Linked DNA regions of Arabidopsis thaliana: region 1 is linked to region 2. A link is a contact called in public targeted proximity ligation data. All regions are on one chromosome and are shown on one strand. The core of a region is the stretch at or near the end of the contact, and the rest is flanking DNA. Distances in the headings are between cores, read along the strand shown. Region 1 holds the start of PMI1 (plastid movement impaired1). Region 2 holds the start of AT1G42480 (TLR4 regulator/MIR-interacting MSAP protein).

What was found.
Region 1: a contact with region 2 is called in a targeted proximity ligation map of shoot, with 19 read pairs. A contact is called at or near these places in 8 of 26 Hi-C or Micro-C datasets (callus, leaf, root and 2 more), 2 of 2 datasets of targeted methods (seedling and shoot) and 3 of 3 other capture datasets (root, seedling and shoot).

What each region holds. Positions count from the first base shown.
Region 1 is chr1:15,974,310-15,978,409 of TAIR10.1, forward strand. It overlaps PMI1 (plastid movement impaired1), which reads left to right and starts at 2,496. Exons shown (of 2, transcript NM_103439.7): 1 at 2,496-4,100. The coding sequence starts at 2,822. It overlaps GLR3.3 (glutamate receptor 3.3), which reads left to right. Exons shown (of 7, transcript NM_103438.3): 3 at 1-875; 4 at 953-1,230; 5 at 1,323-1,354; 6 at 1,436-1,842; 7 at 1,915-2,504. The coding sequence ends at 2,394.
Region 2 is chr1:15,933,343-15,937,591 of TAIR10.1, forward strand. AT1G42480 (TLR4 regulator/MIR-interacting MSAP protein) reads left to right here and starts at 2,814. Exons shown (of 9, transcript NM_103436.3): 1 at 2,814-3,050; 2 at 3,677-3,703; 3 at 3,828-3,907. The coding sequence starts at 2,955. AT1G42470 (Patched family protein) reads left to right here. Exons shown (of 37, transcript NM_001333199.1): 28 at 66-130; 29 at 225-290; 30 at 400-493; 31 at 595-631; 32 at 736-793; 33 at 897-1,007; 34 at 1,086-1,153; 35 at 1,353-1,419; 36 at 1,510-1,578; 37 at 1,662-2,187. The coding sequence ends at 1,748.

The DNA of each region.
Region 1 (4,100 bases), core at 1,246-3,745, 41 kb after region 2:
GAATGATGGGAAATGGATATGTTTGGATCGCTACGGATTGGCTCTCTACGAATCTTGACTCTTCTTCGCCGTTACCCGCTGAGAGGTTGGAAACTATTCAAGGTGTTCTTGTTCTGCGTCCACACACGCCGGATTCGGATTTTAAACGGGAGTTTTTCAAGAGGTGGCGTAAGATGTCTGGTGCTTCTTTGGCTCTTAATACATATGGACTCTATGCTTATGATTCTGTTATGTTGTTAGCCCGGGGTTTAGATAAGTTCTTTAAAGACGGTGGGAATATATCGTTTTCGAATCACTCAATGCTCAATACGTTGGGAAAAAGCGGAAATCTCAACTTAGAGGCTATGACTGTCTTTGATGGTGGAGAAGCACTGCTTAAAGATATCCTCGGAACGCGTATGGTTGGTTTAACGGGACAGCTTCAGTTCACTCCAGACAGGTCTCGGACCCGTCCAGCTTACGATATTATCAATGTGGCGGGAACCGGTGTTCGTCAAATAGGCTACTGGTCAAATCATTCTGGTTTATCAACTGTATTACCTGAGTTACTCTACACAAAGGAGAAACCAAATATGTCAACAAGTCCGAAACTAAAGCATGTCATTTGGCCGGGAGAAACGTTTACGAAACCTCGCGGATGGGTTTTCTCTAACAATGGGAAAGAACTCAAGATTGGCGTGCCTCTTCGCGTTAGTTACAAGGAGTTTGTATCACAAATTCGCGGAACCGAGAACATGTTCAAAGGGTTTTGCATTGATGTCTTCACGGCTGCAGTGAATCTTTTACCGTACGCAGTTCCTGTCAAGTTTATTCCTTATGGAAATGGAAAGGAGAATCCGAGCTACACGCATATGGTTGAGATGATAACAACTGGTGTGAGTGCTTATTACATTCTTTTTCATAGAAGTTACTTTTACCATTTCTACTTACTGTAAAAATGGATTTACTGCAGAATTTTGATGGGGTAGTAGGTGATGTTGCCATTGTAACAAACCGGACAAAGATTGTAGATTTCACACAACCATATGCAGCATCAGGACTAGTTGTAGTTGCACCTTTTAAAAAACTGAATTCAGGAGCCTGGGCTTTTCTTCGACCTTTCAACCGTCTTATGTGGGCTGTCACGGGTTGTTGCTTTCTCTTTGTTGGCATTGTTGTTTGGATCTTGGAACATAGGACTAACGATGAATTCAGAGGCCCACCTAAGAGACAATGTGTCACAATTCTCTGGTCAGTTTACTATATATTTCAGAGAAGTAGCTTAGAGACAACTGCTTGTTATCTTTTGGCTGATCCATTTATTGTTTGTTTGATATCTGCAGGTTTAGCTTCTCGACCATGTTTTTCGCGCATAGTATGTCGAAAGAAAACTTACTGTGCCACTGGTTATTGTTTGGCTTTTGACTGATATGACTCTTTCCCTTGGTTTTGACAGGAGAGAACACAGTTAGTACACTTGGACGGTTGGTTCTGATCATATGGCTATTCGTTGTACTAATCATCAACTCGAGCTACACGGCTAGTCTGACATCGATATTGACGGTTCAGCAGCTCTCTTCACCCATCAAGGGAATTGAAAGCCTTAGAGAAAGAGATGATCCAATAGGGTACCAGGTTGGTTCATTTGCAGAGAGTTATTTGAGGAACGAACTCAACATATCAGAGTCACGCCTAGTCCCACTTGGAACACCTGAAGCCTATGCTAAGGCATTAAAAGATGGACCAAGCAAAGGAGGCGTTGCCGCGATTGTTGACGAACGTCCTTATGTCGAACTCTTCCTCTCCAGCAACTGCGCTTATAGAATCGTTGGTCAAGAGTTCACCAAAAGTGGCTGGGGATTTGTAAGTATAAAGATATTGTCACCATTTGGTTTGGTTAGATTCTGTTACTTATGTATAAATGGTTTTACGTAGGCCTTTCCTAGAGACTCTCCTCTAGCAATAGATCTATCAACAGCGATCTTAGAGCTAGCAGAGAACGGAGATTTGCAAAGGATCCACGACAAATGGCTAATGAAGAACGCATGCACTCTAGAGAACGCGGAGCTCGAATCAGACAGGCTTCATCTAAAAAGCTTTTGGGGACTATTTCTCATATGCGGCGTCGCGTGCCTCCTCGCTCTCTTCCTATACTTTGTTCAGATCATCCGTCAGCTCTATAAAAAGCCAACCGATGATGCCATTGCAAGAGATCAACAGCAGAATCATGACTCTTCCTCCATGCGCTCCACTCGTTTGCAAAGATTCTTGTCTCTCATGGATGAGAAAGAAGAGTCCAAGCACGAAAGCAAGAAGAGAAAGATCGATGGTTCAATGAACGATACATCGGGATCAACACGATCACGAGGTTTCGATAGAGAAAGAAGCTTCAATTCGGTAAATCCATTAGACTGAAACTGTAGTTACAGAGACATATACAATTATTTTTGAACTGATTACAGAGAAAAATTTAATTTTTTTCTTAGACATTTATTATAGTATAGTATATAGTATTTATATTTCACAAAACTCTAACAACCACAAACACAAGGTTAGAGAACTAACGATTCTAAAACGTTGAACGAAACCATACCGTGACAATAAATTAGTTGGGACCATAAAGGTTGGTGTCTCTTTCAGAGTTGAGAGAAGGCCACGACATTCTAAATCCTGATCCAATCGCTTCACCAACTAATAAATTTTCTCAATTTTGGACAGACAAAACAATGAAACCTATCGATAATAATAACCACACAAACCCCAAATAAACCCTCAGCTTCCTTATCCCTTCTTCTGGGGACCAAAAAAAACACAGAAGAGCTTCTTCTTCTTCTTCTTCTACATGGCAGGAGAATATTCCGGTAGCCGGAGTTCTAACACACAGCTTCTCGCGGAACTTGAAGCTCTAAGTGAAAACCTTTACCAGAAACCTCAGGTTTCAGTTGGAAACAGGAGAACAAACTCTCTCGCTCTCCCTCGGAGTTCTGTTCCGTCGCTTGTTACCTCTGCTGATGAAGTGAGTACAGCACGAGCTGAGGATTTGACAGTATCGAAGCCGCGGGCTCGGCGTTTATCGCTGTCTCCGTGGCGGTCGAGACCGAAACTTGAGGTAGAGGAGGAAGAGAATGTTACTCAGAGCAACAGGATTGTCAAGAAACCAGAGGAGTCGTCATCGGGTTCGGGTGTGAAGGAAGAGAAGAAAGGGATTTGGAATTGGAAGCCGATTCGAGGGCTGGTTCGGATTGGTATGCAGAAGCTAAGCTGTTTGTTATCAGTGGAGGTTGTGGCGGCGCAGAATCTTCCAGCGTCGATGAATGGTTTACGCCTTGGAGTTTGCGTGAGGAAGAAGGAAACTAAAGACGGTGCTGTTCAGACGATGCCGTGTAGGGTTTCTCAGGGTTCTGCTGATTTTGAGGAGACCTTGTTTATCAAGTGCCATGTGTATTACTCACCGGCGAACGGTAAAGGTAGTCCAGCGAAGTTTGAGGCTCGTCCGTTTTTGTTTTATCTTTTCGCCGTGGATGCCAAGGAACTGGAGTTTGGAAGGCATGTGGTGGATTTGAGTGAGTTGATTCAGGAGTCGGTAGAGAAGATGAATTACGAAGGAGCTAGGGTTAGGCAATGGGATATGAATTGGGGACTTTCAGGGAAGGCTAAAGGGGGTGAATTGGCTTTGAAATTAGGGTTTCAGATTATGGAGAAAGACGGTGGAGCTGGGATTTACAGTAAACAAGGCGAATTCGGGATGAAACCGAGTAGTAAACCTAAGAATTTCGCTAATTCCTTCGGTCGAAAGCAATCGAAGACGTCGTTTAGTGTTCCGAGCCCTAAAATGACGAGCCGGAGCGAGGCGTGGACGCCAGCGAGTGGTGTGGAGTCAGTTTCGGATTTTCACGGGATGGAGCATTTGAATCTGGATGAACCTGAGGAGAAACCCGAGGAGAAACCGGTTCAGAAAAACGACAAACCGGAACAGAGAGCTGAAGATGATCAAGAGGAACCAGATTTTGAAGTTGTGGATAAAGGAGTTGAGTTTGATGATGACTTGGAAACTGAGAAATCTGATGGAACCATAGGTGAAAGATCTGTTGAGATGAAGGAACAACATGTTAATGTTGATG
Region 2 (4,249 bases), core at 1,564-4,063:
ATAGTCATCGATTCTGTCATTGCAGATACTCATTCTGATATATGTATGTTCAATTTTCTTATCAGGCTATGCAAATGGTATCATTCAAGCTTCATCGTTCCGTACTTATCACACACCCCTTAACAAGCAGGTACTTTGCCATCTCATAATATATAAAGCAACATTGCCATGTTTGGTATCTCTCTTTATTATCGTGTTACTTTATACTGCAAGTTTGTTTTCAGGTTGACTTTGTTAATTCAATGAGAGCTGCTCAAGAATTTAGTGCAAAAGTTTCCCGTTCCTTAAAGGTAAAAAGAATATACAAACTTGTCTTGATAATTCATCCTAAGCATGGTCTCTTCTAAAGTTTGGTCTTAGTGAACTTAATGTCTAACTTGTAGTTTACTCTATTTTCAGATGGAGATATATCCTTATTCAGTGTTTTATATGTTCTTTGAGCAATATCTTGACATATGGAAAACTGCATTAATCAACCTCTCCATAGCCATCGGTTCGTTAATCTTCTAATCTCTGATCTTAGCTTGAGTTTCTAGTTGGTAGGTATTGTGACTAAACAAATGAACTGACTTTGAAAGTTCCATCATTTTACAGCTGCCGTGTTTGTCGTGTGTTTAATCATCACATGCAGGTATAACTTATTCTCACTGAAATTTACTCCAACCTCTGTGTTAGATATGGTTAAGTCTGATTGTACATATCTTTCTTTTTCTTTCTGTCTGCTTTCTGACTCAGCTTTTGGAGCTCGGCAATTATTTTGCTGGTGATCGCGATGATCATTATTGATCTCCTGGTAATTCACTCTCATTGCTACTCATGAAAAAACCGATAACTGTTTTCGTACACTCAAGTTACTAATGTTGTACCCTATGAACACTTGACTTGAAAAATGCTAGGGAGTTATGGCAGTCTTTCATATCCAGCTAAACGCACTATCGGTTGTAAATCTAATCATGTCCGTGGGCATAGCGGTTGAGTTTTGCGTACACATAACACACGCTTTCTCGGTTAGTCCCCTCTCTGTCTGTACTAGCATTATACACAAGCAATTTGCTATTGTCACTCTGACTGTACGAAATGCTCAGATAAGCACTGGGGACAGAAACCATCGGATGAAAGAGGCGTTGGGTGGGATGGGAGCTTCAGTTTTCAGGTATTTTGTCAGTCTTGAACACGACTAATGAACTTAAAAAGCATGTCATCTCGTAAACAAGTCATGCTTCTCTATTTATCAGAAATCGCCTAACTAACAAACAGAAGTATAAATAGTTATAATACAAACTAAAGTCCTCATTAACATATGTTCAAGATATTGAATTTATTCTAAAATGTGTATCATGTATTGTTGGCAGTGGAATTACATTGACGAAACTAGTTGGGGTGATTGTGCTCGGTTTCTCAAGATCAGAAGTCTTTGTGGTACGTGCTTGTGATCTCTTGAAGCCTCTTTTTTTTCTCCTTGCCTTCTTCGCATTTGGCTTCTTAATTTGTTTTTTCTTTTCCTGACAGGTGTACTACTTCAAGATGTATTTGGCACTAGTCCTTCTCGGTTTCTTACACGGCCTTGTATTTTTACCGGTAAGTCATGGTCATTCAAACATTAGACTAATTTTAGAATTTTTGTTGTTGTTTTGACATATTGATTTGAATGGATGATGAAGGTGTTCTTGAGCATGTTTGGTCCAGCTCCAAGACATGTAGAAGGGGAAAGGCAAGATCATCGACCTTCGGTTTCATCAGTACCTTAGGTGAATTAGTATTTTTGTTTTGTAGGTTTTGTCTTTAATTCATAGTATCCATTTGTAAATGGTTAAAATTGTTTCACCCCACAGCCACAGATAAAAACTTAAGTTCAGTGCATAGCGGAAAAAGAAAAAAAGATCACACCAAATGTTATTCTTTTGGGCCGGTGTTACTGTTTTCCATTGTTTACTAATTCATGATTTCTTCGTCTTAGTTTAGCATCCATACGAGTGAGCGTGAGCCTCTCTCTATGAATGAATTAGTGCGGGGGAGTCTTAAGTCTAACTGCGTTATTTTACAGAACATCCAGTCTTATAAGCAAACTCTACTTGTAAAAAAATAAAAAGGGTGAAACTTTGGTGAAGTTTTGGTGAAGGGTGAAGGGTGAAACTCCCAAAGCCGAATTCGATCTTCTCTGAAAACATAATCACATTTGTTTGGAAAATCTGTTAGTTGGGCTTTGGTCCTATTGGTTTACGTGATAGTCAGAAATGCAGGCAGTTTGATTACCTCTGGCATTAGTTGGAAAGCATTCCAAACATGGATACACATTGTGGTAGTCCATTGGAGAGAAGACCACTCTGAAGCATTTCAGTGCATTTCTATAAGGACAAACCGGATAAGCTGTCTACTGTTCTAAGTAGGCATGCGATTAAAAACTGAACCGGTTTTTCTGAACCAAATTGAGATCTGAGAGTTCGGTTAGATAGTTAACCGCTTTTCTTTTGTGGACTTTTAGTATTTTTCCAACAAACTTAACCAAAAAAAATACCGAATATTCATGAAATTATAACAATATTGCTTTTTTTTTCTGGACTTTTAGTATTTTTTTAACCAACTTAGACCAAAATAAACCGAATTTCATGAAATTATAACATAATTCTCTCAAAAGCACAAACGAAACCAAACATAAATTTTTGTAAGGATTTTAAACACAACCGTTTTTAACCCCTCCAAAAAAAACAACCGAATAAACCGATAACCGAATTCATTTTTTATTTGGTTAATTTTGGTAACCTTGCTCCTTAACCGAATTCGGTAATTCGGATCTCCAACAAAGTGTAGAGGGTGGGGTGTATGACATGGCTTAATATCTTGATCTCACTGGTTCCTAGCAACGTAACAAGGTGATGACGTGGTTTTTACATTTTTCAAAAATCTCTTTTGCCCAGAGAGAGAAGAAGAGACAGATCGGAAGGAGTTGAGTAAGAATGGCGAAGCTGGTGCTCTTCACCGCCGTAATTATCGCTATTTTCTCCCATGGATCCTCCGTCGATGACAAATGCGCCGCTTGTAACGCCGTCGCTGTACGTTGGAATCTCTAACTTTCCTCTCTTTGATTTCTCAAAATTTTCTGACAAATTAGAGCGAGTTATATAGCGATGGCAAATATATTTACGTACATGAGATTTGCTAGATTTTGATTTGATTCTATTAATAAATTTCGAATTTCTGGTCATTGGCATTTTCTGGGGGAAGTAAAGTAAATTCGAGCTGATGTTGTTGTTTTGAAGCTTTATTGATGTTTGATTTAGGACAAAAATCCATTAGTTCTGTACTAATTGTATTGGTTTTTCTAAGGTTAATTTCTGCTTTTTGAAACTGTTATAGTGAAAGGAGTTCAGGATAATTTTCCGTGGACACATTTTTCTGTATATTATCTCTGTTGTGATTGAATTAGCACTCTGGAGATTCAAGTTTGAGTCTTTATTATTACTATTGAGCTATTTGTTCGGTTTCTGAGGTTGTTTCGTAAGAATTGCAATCTAGAACTTGGTTTTGTTTCAATATATGAAGATGTTCTTTTTCAAAATGTTACTTTTCCCCCAGTTCATGCATTTGGTCATTATGAAAAGAAGACTTGTTTTCGTGATTTTGAGAATGATTTAATCCTTCCTTTATAATACTAATAAGGGTGGTTGATGTTGTGCAGGAGGAATTAGAGTTACAGCTTTTAAAGGTAAGAACATCTTAATATCTGTCATCTTGTATTATAACATTGACAAAGCTTGCCTGCTTCTGTTACATTGCTTCAATTTTACAAGCACATTTTTAGTAACTTGGTATTATAAACTCTTAAACAGGAAAAGCCACGAAACCATCTTGATATGAGAAACCGGCTCAATTCTAAAGGCCAGCGTGAAGGAAAGGTCATTGATTACAGGTACAACATTGTTGCCTCTTTGTGCATTATCTGTAAACGAGACCATGTCTGCTTTGATTCGTGTACTCGTTGTTTTTATATCCACATCCTGAAAATCAGTATGATAAAAATGGACTGAAGTTTTTTGTGCATTTGCATGAAAGCGTGACTCGAGTTTTGAAAATGTGATTCTTAACGAGGGTAACATGTATCCGTAGTTAGGAGCAATGACGAAAGGGAAAGAATCTGATAGGTTGACACTGCTAAGAGTGTCTGTGAAACAACAACCGATTCACAATGAGTTCTTAGGAGTAGCTATGTTGCTTTTTTTAGGCAGGTTTCTCACAGTGGATGATCCTCTAA